3 separate regions of the Sus scrofa genome follow, and regions 1 and 2 are each linked to region 3. A link is a contact called in public HiChIP or PLAC-seq data. All regions are on one chromosome and are shown on one strand. Each heading gives the region's core, a stretch centred on a gene start, on an enhancer-like site or on the middle of the called end of the contact. The rest is flanking DNA. Distances are from core to core; before and after follow the strand shown.

Region 1 (3,776 bases), core at 1,250-3,749, 220 kb after region 3:
ATTATACTCAATATTTTATAATAACCTATAAGGGGAAAGAGTCTGGGTAAGACTATACATGTGTGTATGAGTATGTATACCTAAATCGCTGTGCTGTATGCCTTTAACACGATATTGTGAGTCGACTATACCTCAATAAAAGAAAAAAAAAGAAAAACAACTTTCTTAATTTTTAGAAGGACAGAACATAAATGCACCTCCTGCCACTAAATGGTCAAAGGTGAAACCATATTGACCCATCAACATGTGAATGTTTAAAATCTGTCTAGTTCAATTCTTTCCGATACTTCAAACTTTCAGGAATGTAAAACTAATTTAAAAAACACACTTCAAAAAATGTTTCAACTCAGTTCCTTGGAGGAGGAGTAAGAGAGCTGATAATCATCTGATCAGATCTTCTATTTCCTTTAGAACTCACAGAATACTTCTGACCTTTCCAATCCTACCATACTTGCTTGTGTTCTAGACATCAGGGTGTTAGATTAGTCTTGTCTGTACATTTCACTGTCAGTTAAGCAGGGTAGGAAGACTGAGGGAACTCTGAAACCAGAATTGCCTGTTCTTCTTATTTGGTTCCATAATGTGTAACATAAACAGAATTAGTACTTATTGCTTCTTAGGATTTAAGTTAAAACTCTGAAGCAGAGTGGACCTTGAAAAGAGTCATGTGGTTATAAATGGATCCCAGTAGCTATTGCCTTTGCTCTTATTAACGACTTCAATTCCCATTTTTGCTTCCGAAGATTATTAAAGTACTGATTCCCACTCCTACTTGAATTGACTCCCTTGACTATATTTTGACTGTTATATGAATAATACTCCTCTTTGGGTGGAATGGGCCCGAGGCTGTGAGTTACACTCAAGACACAGCTAGAAGATGCAGACTGTATCCCTATGCAGATGGGCACCTGGGCTGTTCAGGAGCATGGAGAATGGATGGGGCGTGGTTGGTTAGGAGAGCAGTTGAGAGGCTACTGCAGTCATCCAGGTGACAGAAGACGGTGACCCAAACCAGGCTGGTGACAGCGGAGTGAGGGGACGGCTTCTTGAATATATTTTAGTGGTAGAAATAACAGGTCTTGTCACTGGGATGGATTTAAGGAGTGAGGTAAAGTGAGGGGTCAATAAGAACTCTCAGGTTTCGGCTTAAGCAACAAGTGGAAAATGAAGCCATTTACTCAAAGAGGGGAAGTCTGGAAGAAAACAAATACATGTGAAGAAATCCAAACTTCTGAAGTGGATGTAATAAGTTTGACTTACCTGAGCTAGAACCCATGGAAATAGACAGAAGAAACAGAGCACAGAGAAGTGTGGGTCGGAGGTAGGGATGTAGATGTTATCAGCATTAGTCTTTGCTGATTTGGGGGGTTTGTTTTGTTTTGTTTTGCACCTGCCCAATTTCCATTCATCCTTCAGGTGTCAGCTTTCTCAGCGAGGCTTTCCCCCCCCACCCCCGTCCCCAGTATACATCGCTATGAATTAGGTGCTTTACTGGGCTCTCTCTCAAATAAAATTTTTCCTTAGAGGTGCTTATTATGGTTAGAAATTAAGATTTATGCTTGCTTGTTCTTTAGGGAGGAATCTCAGCCCACACCAAGATGCTCTAGAAAAAAAAAAAAAAAAAAAGATTTTACTTTTCTATAATGGAATCATTTGGGCCCTAAATTAAAAACAAAAACCAAACAAACAAAAAGAATGCAAAGAAAAAAAAAGAAAAGAGGGCCTGGAGGGGCGTGCAGACAGAATGACACATTTATGGGTCAAATAGAAGAGGAAGCTGGCTCAAGCCGCCAAGAAGGAGCTGGGAAGAAAACAGTCTGGGATGTAAGGGGAGACAAGGACTGAGGGAGTGACACTGTATCAAATTCTGCTGAGAAGTAGGATGGAAAGACTGAAGTGACTACTGGATTTATATCGTGGTGGGCATGGGGTCCTTTGTAAGAGCAGTTTGGGTGAAGCAGTGTGGACTGAAGGCAAGTTGCAGTGAGGAAATAACAACTGGAAAGGAGGAGTGAGAAATAATACATAAGGACTATTGTTCTAAGACGTTTTACTGCTGGCAGGGAGAAAACTAGGGCAGTGGCTAGAAAGGTATGTGGGGTGGAGGAGGTAGCTCTGGGCGATACTGAAGCATATCCATGTGTACATGACGACAATGGATTGAAGGGGGATAGGGAGAAATAATAGCAGAAGGAATTAGAGAAGAATAAAGAAAGAAGAGGAAGGGAGCAAGCAGGTAGGAAGGTGGTGACACAGAGAATGGAGCCAAGTCTTTGAAGGCCATGGCCAAGGGCAGCCCATGCCATGCCCACAGGGTGGAGAGGCGAGGTCAGCTGCTGCTCCTGGAGGGGGACGCCATCGCTGGCTAAGTGGTTAGTCAGTCTGTCGGCAGCCAGACCCTGGCCCCTGGCCAACCACATATTGGAGCAAAGTAAGAGTCTTCTGGCAGGCGTCTTTGAAGAGGAAGGATGGTGTGGGCGAGTGCTGAGCAGTGGGAGGGCAGCCAGGACCAGCTTAAGAAGGAGTAAACTCAGCGGGAGCCTGCAGGGGAAGGGCTATGGGGTGCCATCCTAGCATCCCCTTTCTTTCTCTCACCCACACAGCCTGCAACCAAAGGGGTGGGGTACAATTGCACTCATTTCTCTTACCACCTCTCAACTCTGCCACTCCAAGGGGGACCGCCCCTGCAGCCGCCTGAACCTGCCACAGGAGCAGATGGGCACCACTCCCAGCTGCCTGGGCAGGCGAGCCAGGGAGACACGGCAGCCCCACGCTGACCTCGCCTTTGTGATGGAGAGTCTGAAGCATAGGGACAGGGGATGGTCCTGGCTGCCTGGCGGGAGGCCTGGGCTGGCTGAGTCACAGAACCACACAGAGGAGCAGACTTGGGCTCCCGGACTGCAAGAGCCCGGAGAGAACATCTGCTACAACACACAAAGCCTTTCAGTGTCCCCACTCGCCTCAGACGAGGGCTTGTCAAACTTCAATAACATGCAAGAGAATCATCAAGAGATTGTGTTAAAATGCAAATTCTGAGTCCACAGTGCTGGGGTGGGGCCTGAGAGTCAGCATTCCTAACAAGTTGCAGGGTGATGCCGACATGGATGCTGTTTTGAAGAGCAAGGCTTGAGAGGCCTGATGGGGTTAGGACCTCTCTTCCATGGAAAATACACATCAGCTTATATGCACAGACTCTTCACACCATGTGGGCGTCACGTAGACCCTTGAGGCTTGTGGTCTGACCCCTGGGGACAGTGACTCCTGCCCTACATGATTATTGCCAGATTGTTGCCCTTCCCCCAATTCCACTCCAGAAGGTCTCAGAATTGAGAGGATTATTAGAATGACCTGGACCCCTGTTAAAAATGCAGATACCCTGCCCCCTTCCTCATTCCCAGTGAACGGATTCAGTAGGTCTGGGGCAGGGTGCAGGAATACATGTTTTTATCAAGTTCCCCAGGTGAGTCTGATCCAGGTATTTTCACTGAACACACCTGAGAAGCACTAAATACACTCACTTAGGTTCATGTTTTCCCAGGAATATGTGTACTGAAGTCTGAAAATCTCAGGACTGGAAGGAATAAAGATATGATTGAGGAAGTTTAAGTGCTTAGGTTGGTATTTTTGCTCAAGAGATACCCTGAAACACTCAAATCACCCCAGAGTGATTACTGTGACGGCCCGCTCCACTGATCCTACCTTTCATCTGAGGGGTTGCTGGTCCCCAGGGAGGCGAGAGCTATTTTTCAAGCATTGGTGGTGGATTTGAAGAGGCT
Region 2 (3,282 bases), core at 757-3,256, 210 kb before region 3:
TATCCCGTTGTCTTCTGACTTATATTGTTGCAGCTGCGAAGTCAGTTTTAATCTAATTTTGTTCTATTGGTGTGGTGATTATGAGGATTTCAGAACAGATCAAGAAAAAGAACCATGAGATGGCAATAATGCACAATGAGGTTAATTAGGTGGCACTTAGGCCTTCATGAAGTAAGTCATTCATAGCAAGAAATCCTCCAGAGAGCAGCATGAGGCCACCACTCAGAAGGGAAAAAGGGTAATTGAACTCTTAAGGACAGGGTAATTAGAGAGGGGGCTATGTGTATAGGATGTCACTCAGTGGTAAGGCAGGGAATCTCTGGGTCAGAGATATCTGAAGGGCAGCAGTAGTTTGGGGTCTTTTATGGCTACAGGGTTTTTTTGTCAAGGAGGTAGTATCTAGGTGGTTAGAAATCTGCTTATTTGCACTGCACTTAAAGCAACCAGATGTGTAAAAATTTGAGTTTGGTACTGACAGGTTTTGATCCTAACTTGCTGTGAATAAGTAAATAACATAGAGACCAATATACAGAGGCTATCTTTAATCCATTTATTTAATAACTGAGTTATGTTTTCTCTCTGGATGTTTTTAAGAACTTTTCTTTATATATTTATAGGTGTAGGTTTATTTTTTTTTTCTTTCTTCCTGCCACTATGTCTTTTGAACTTCCCAAGAATGCTCCCAACTCAAAGTTTTTGCATGTCCTAGAATTACAGCTTTGAAAGCAATTCTTCCAGGTGTATTCCTGGCTTGCTTCTCTAACTAGTTCAAGTCTCTGCTCCATTACTTCCTCAGAGGGGCCGTCCCTGATCCCAATGTTAAGCTTTCTTTTCTTACCTTTAATTTTTCATCACAGAACCAATTACTTACATCTGAGATTTTCTTAAATGTTTGTTTGTTCATCATCTTCCACCCTGCCCCAAGAATATATACTCACAAGGGCCCAGACTTGGTTTTTTTCACTGCTGTATCACTAGTACTTAGAATAGTACCTGGAACAGTAGGTACTTAACAAATATTTGTTAACTTAATCAGTTAATGGCCTCCCCCCTATGCTTTATTCTTTCCTTTTTAGGCAGGTGAATTCTTTTCTGTGTATCTACGGGCTAAATGACTAAAACAAAATGATTGGCATTTCTCAGTTCTAATTCCAAATTCCTAGGAGAGAAATTCTGACCAGTACAGATTGGGTCAGTAGTCTCTCCTTGGTCAAATTAGGTATGGCTAGGTGGTAGGTTACAAAGTGCACATGGCCATAGAGGTCTCACCCCAACAGAGTGGAAGCTTTTAGAAAAGGGAGGATCTGGGCAAATAGGTACTCAAAAATTGTCTCAAATTTGCTGTAAGGGCAAATTGAGGAAAACTAAAAGCTTCCACAGAAATACAAGCAATTACCGTGTTCACTGATAGGTGAAACATTACATAGAGTCAATAAAGTCAATTTTTTTGTTGATTCAAGATCATCCTTATCATTGGTTTACATTGTGACAATGATATTTAAACTTTTGATTTGCCTTGCTTTATCTCTTTCCTACTTAATCCATTGCCTGAGCTCCTAAAGTCTTAAATTCTTGGCCCTGCCCCAGCCTTTCCTCTCTTGAGCCTTAAGTAATCTTTAAAACTTATTAACTTTTCCTTTCTTGCTAAGTGATGGTATGATTGCCTATAATTTTGTTTCTTAATAAAATTGCCTAATATTTGCTTTTGTTAGGAAATATACCACATTATGAAAACTTATGAATTTGTATTTTATGTATAAAAACAGATTTTAAATTATTATGATGAAAAAGTTATACATGCATGAGTAATACAAAAAATTCAAACATGAGTAGAAAAATGAAATATGAAAAATGCAGCCCAACTACTGTTGACAACCTAGTTCTACTTCCTAGAGCACTTTTTTGACCAGAACTCAAAGTAGGAAGTACATTTTAGACACATACACACATATACATAGTTGATAAAAAATTTCATCAATTTTACTTTCTTTTTCTTATTTTTCTTCCTCTTTTAATACAGATTGTAACCCACTAACTTGACTTCACTCCCACAGTTTGAAACACTCTGCCCTAAAGATTGCTACATCAAACTGTTTTTAGTACTTTTGGTAGTTACCTCCATACTGAACATAATATACATATATTGCCACATTTTGGTTCAATTCCTGTTCTTAAAAAAAAAAATTCCTGACATTTTTAAAGTTGAAAAAGAACAATAAGAATTTAGCTTAATTGGGAGATCCCATTGTGGTTCAGCAGGTTAAGAATTCAACTAGTATCCATGAGGATGCAGGTCTGATTCTTGACGTCATACAGTGAGTTAAGGATCCAGCATTGCTGCAAGCTGCTGTGTAGTTCACAGATGTGGCTCGGATCTAGAGTTGCTGTGGTGGTGGTGTAGGCCAGCAGCTGCAGCCAATTCAATCCCTAGCCTGGGAATTTCCATATGCCACAGGTGAGGCCCTAAAAATTAAAAAAAAAAAAAATTTAATTGAAAAGAAAAAAGAATTTAGCTTAATTACATTATCCTTTACTTTTCTTTTCCTAGTCTCCTTTTAGCAATTTTTAATCATAGTACATTAAGTTCTATTTGTTACTTTATTGCTTTAAATATACTTAAACCTCTTGTTTTTTTTTTTCTTTTTATGGCTGCACCTGCAGCATATGGAAGTTCCCAGGCTTGGGATCAAATGGAACTGTAGCCGAGGCCCATGCCACAGCTACAGGCAACACTGGATCTGAGCCACATCTGTGACACAACTTGTGCCAATGCCAGATCCTTAACACACTTAGCAAGGCCAGGAATTGAACCTGAATCCTCACAGACACTATGCTGAGTGCTAACCCACTGAGCCACAACAGAAACTCCTTAAACCTCTATTTTTTGATCTACCTTTAGAAAGTGTCCAGCCATACTTTAGGAAATGTCTCTTGATTCCTCCATTATGTAAGATTAATATATTTGCATGCCTTCACTTTCCTCCATTTCCCAATTTCCATTAACTGTACCACTACTTTTACACAGTCAATAATTATAATATTTACTTTGTTAGAATAATTGTCTTCTGCATTTTGTCTCTGAATTTATTTTAAAAAGTGGTTTTTTTTCAGTATTACAATTTTTGTAAATCTTACTCATTGCTGAATCAATAGTAGTATAAACAGACTTGTAAAAAGGGAAATGTAAACCTTGTTACTAAATCTATGCTTATTGAAGGAGAACATTCCAGATATCAATGTCAAACAGAGTTTCTTATATGACCATTGATTACTTATAAAAAT
Region 3 (3,340 bases), core at 28-2,527:
GTGGGTTAACGATCCGGCGTTGCCGTGAGCTGTGGTGTAGGTTGCAGACGCGGCTCGGATCCCGCGTTGCTGTGGCCCTGGCGTAGGCTGGCAGCTCAGCTCCGATTAGACCCCTAGCCTGGGAACCTCCATATGCCACGGGAGCAGCCCAAGAAATGTCAAAAAAGACAGAAAAAAAAAAAAAAAAAAGAAACAAACACAAAAGGAACTTGGAGGAAACAAAGATAATATGGATACAGGAAAAAAAAAAAAGATATTTGAAAATTAAAAATATTATCACAGAAATAAAGCCCCAAAGCAGATCAGGAGGGAATATTGAAGACAAAGAAGACAAGGAGATGAAAAGTAGGATAAAAATGTAAGAGACTTAAAAAAAATCAAGCAGAAATTCCATTGTTCAGCTAGTTAGAATTCCAGAGAGGACAGAACAAATATGAAGAAGAAAAAATTATAAACAAAATCCAAAAAGCTTTATCTGATGTGAAGAAGGTGAGTCTCCAGGTTGACATAGTCCAGCCATCCAGCCTAACAAATGAAAAAAGGCCTGTAAGAATGACATGATGAAATAGTAGAGCACTGAGAATAAAATTTATAAGGGCTTCTAAAAAGGGGAAAAATGATTGCAGCAAAAGGAAGAAGAAACAATAACTTTAGGCATCTTAGTATTACTCAATTCTAGAAGTCAACTGAATATTATCTTCAACATTCTGTAGTGAAATTATGTTTAGCTAAGATTTTTTTATGTAACCACTAATACAGTGTGAGAGTAGAATAAAGACATTTTCAGAGATTCATGATCTCAAAAATTTGCTTTGGGAAATTACTATTTCAGAAGGAAATTGCTATTAGAAGGAAATTACTATTTCAGCAATTTAAGAGAGTCAACCAAGAAAGATGACAAGGAGTCCAGGAAACAGGGAGCTGACTCAGAGGATGGTGAAAGAAGTCCTAGAAGAACAATTATGCCTCAAAGTCTGGGTATTTAGCCTGATTAGATGAAGAGGACAGGGGTTTTGTTTTGTTTTGAGGAAAAAAATGGAACTGATAGATTGATGGTTTTGTGTTTGGAGATTTGGAAAAAAATATTGCTAGCCATATGAAGCTTGAAAAAAAGTCTTTATCTCTAATCATAATTGTGTAAATTCTAACTACTGAATTAATCAGAACATTTTTGCCTTGTGGCATTTTTGCCAAAAACCTTGCCATGTGACATTCAAAGATTATGATAAAATTAGTGGGAGGAGTTGTGGAAGGGAAGTGAGGGCAGAAGTTGAGTAACAGAGCTTAATCCTCAACCACCATAACAGGATGTCTTAAACTAGATCAAGAAAGAGCTGAATGAGCAAAGTACTTCAACACAAAGAGGTAAATAACAGATAAAACAGCTAGAGATTGAAAGTGGCAGTCTTTAAGAGCAGTATGGGTAAGAGATGGAGCAGAGGTCCAACTGCATCCCCACATAAGTCTTTTAGAATAATTTATTTTTTAAGAACCATGTGCCTATATTACATTGATGAAAAAAAACACAAAAACTACATTTAAAATATTTGCATAAGCTTTTCAGATAGAATTGGAGTTGATGGCCTAAAGGCTTACTTTTTAAGGTTTTTGCTATATGCTATCAAGTTGTCTCCCAGAGGTTGCTATCACTTTTACTGCCACCAGCATATATGACAATTATCAACTTCCTTACCTCTCCACTAATCTAGGTTATTTTTATCAAATATTTGCCAGTTGGATGGGGCAGAGGGGAGTTTCTAACCATTATTTGAAATACATTTTCTTTAAGGAGTCCTGCTTATGGCTGAGGCTAAATAGCATTCTCTCAGTTTGTTTCCTGTTAAATTTCTGGATTGCTGCTTGATGAAATTATTCATCTTCTATATGAGTATATGTCTTAACATTCTAGGCTTTAGATTTAGAGCAACTGCAAAAATTGCCTTCATTGTGAAGTAACAGAAAAGCTAACATATTTCAAATAGGATTATTTATTATTTAAGTGCCCAAACAAGTGCCTATTCCTAACTTTCCTATTTCTATTAATGTCCCAGTAATTTTGTACCCTTTCTTCTACATTTAGTCAGTCATCTAATTAAACAATTTGACTCTACATAGATTCTTCTACTCGTGTCCTTCCTATCCCCTCTTACCACTCAATTGTTGCTTTTGCTTTCAGGAAGATCTTGATAGATACTTCCAGATTTCCCTTCCAAAAGATTTTATATGAACCAATAGAGTAGAAGAACAACTTTGTCCTTGAACTGTTGACACTTGGTGTCAACCTTTTTGATCTTTACCAATCTAATAGGTGAAAAATAGATGATGTCTCATTTTAATTTGTATTTGTATTGCTTGTGTATGTAGCTAAAAATGTTTGATTTCTGCCTACGCCTCAGTAAACCAGCATTAGGTCACATAGACAGGCTCATTGCCTGGGGGCTCACAAAGCCAGCATTTACTTTACAGCCTTTACAATAGGAGGCAGGGAAGAAGGGGGCTGGAATGGATGTTGAAGGCATCATTTTTTTTTTCATTTACAACTTTTGGGTTTTACAAATTTCCCTATCCTAAGATTGAAATTTTACTCATTTTAACTTTTTTATTATAAAACAATTGAAATACTCAAAAGTGGAACAGAATAATGAACTTTCTGCTGTCTGTTGCACAGCTTAAAAACTAACATCTTATATTTTTATTTCATTTATCCCATGCCTCATTATTTTCCTGAAGTCTTCTAAGATAAAATCTTAGTTACTTCATTATTTCACCAATGAAAACATTAATATGTTTCTCTAACAAGTAAGGATATTTAATGTATAACATATATACATTAAAACTTATGGCTCAGTTAATTTTCACAAATTGAAAACATTCATGTAACTACATCTCATGTCAAGAAATAGAACATTACCAGGAATTCCCATTGTGGCTCAGCGGAGAACCCAACTAGTGGCCGTGAGAATGCTGGTTTGATCCCTGGGCTTGCTCAGTGGGTTAAGGATCTGGTGTTGCCCATGAGTCACGGTGTAGGTCTCAGATATGGCTTGGATCTGGCGTGGCTGTGGCTGTGGCTGTGGTACAGGCTGGCAGCTTTAGCTCCAACTTGACGCCTAGCCTGGGAACTTCCACATGCCACAGTTTCAGGCTTTAAAGTCAAAAAAAAAGGTGGGGGGGGGGAAGGAAAGGAAAGGAAAGTAAGGAATAGAATATTACCAATACTCCACAAATCCCCTTTTTTGTCTTTTCCAGATTACTACTGTACAGGAGGAAAAAGTTTTCCTTGACTCTCTGGAGGTCCCTGGCTGGGTGTGACAATTAAATTGGCAGAGACAGATTTATA

What was found. HiChIP or PLAC-seq counts read pairs in DNA pulled down with a chosen protein or histone mark.
Region 1: a contact with region 3 is called in an H3K27ac HiChIP or PLAC-seq map of alveolar macrophages. The contact joins two enhancer-like sites. A contact is called at or near these places in 1 of 47 Hi-C or Micro-C datasets (brain) and 1 of 2 datasets of contacts at active chromatin or transcription factors (alveolar macrophages).
Region 2: an H3K27ac HiChIP or PLAC-seq map of alveolar macrophages shows a contact between it and region 3. The contact joins two enhancer-like sites. A contact is called at or near these places in 1 of 47 Hi-C or Micro-C datasets (fibroblasts) and 1 of 2 datasets of contacts at active chromatin or transcription factors (alveolar macrophages).

What each region holds. Positions count from the first base shown.
Region 1 is chr3:77,614,599-77,618,374 of Sscrofa11.1, reverse strand. No RefSeq gene overlaps it. Among named protein-coding and RNA genes, the nearest start is that of PELI1, 120 kb to the left of the region's middle. Within about 2 kb of position 2,499, at least 41 of the 83 cell types and tissues checked have an H3K27ac peak or open chromatin away from gene starts, as enhancers often do. A contact at or near this core is called in alveolar macrophages, where this site is marked.
Region 2 is chr3:78,048,280-78,051,561 of Sscrofa11.1, reverse strand. No RefSeq gene overlaps it. Among named protein-coding and RNA genes, the nearest start is that of UGP2, 19 kb to the right of the region's middle. Within about 2 kb of position 2,006, at least 2 of the 83 cell types and tissues checked have an H3K27ac peak or open chromatin away from gene starts, as enhancers often do. A contact at or near this core is called in alveolar macrophages, where this site is marked.
Region 3 is chr3:77,833,863-77,837,202 of Sscrofa11.1, reverse strand. No RefSeq gene overlaps it. Among named protein-coding and RNA genes, the nearest start is that of VPS54, 21 kb to the left of the region's middle. Within about 2 kb of position 1,277, at least 5 of the 83 cell types and tissues checked have an H3K27ac peak or open chromatin away from gene starts, as enhancers often do. A contact at or near this core is called in alveolar macrophages, where this site is marked.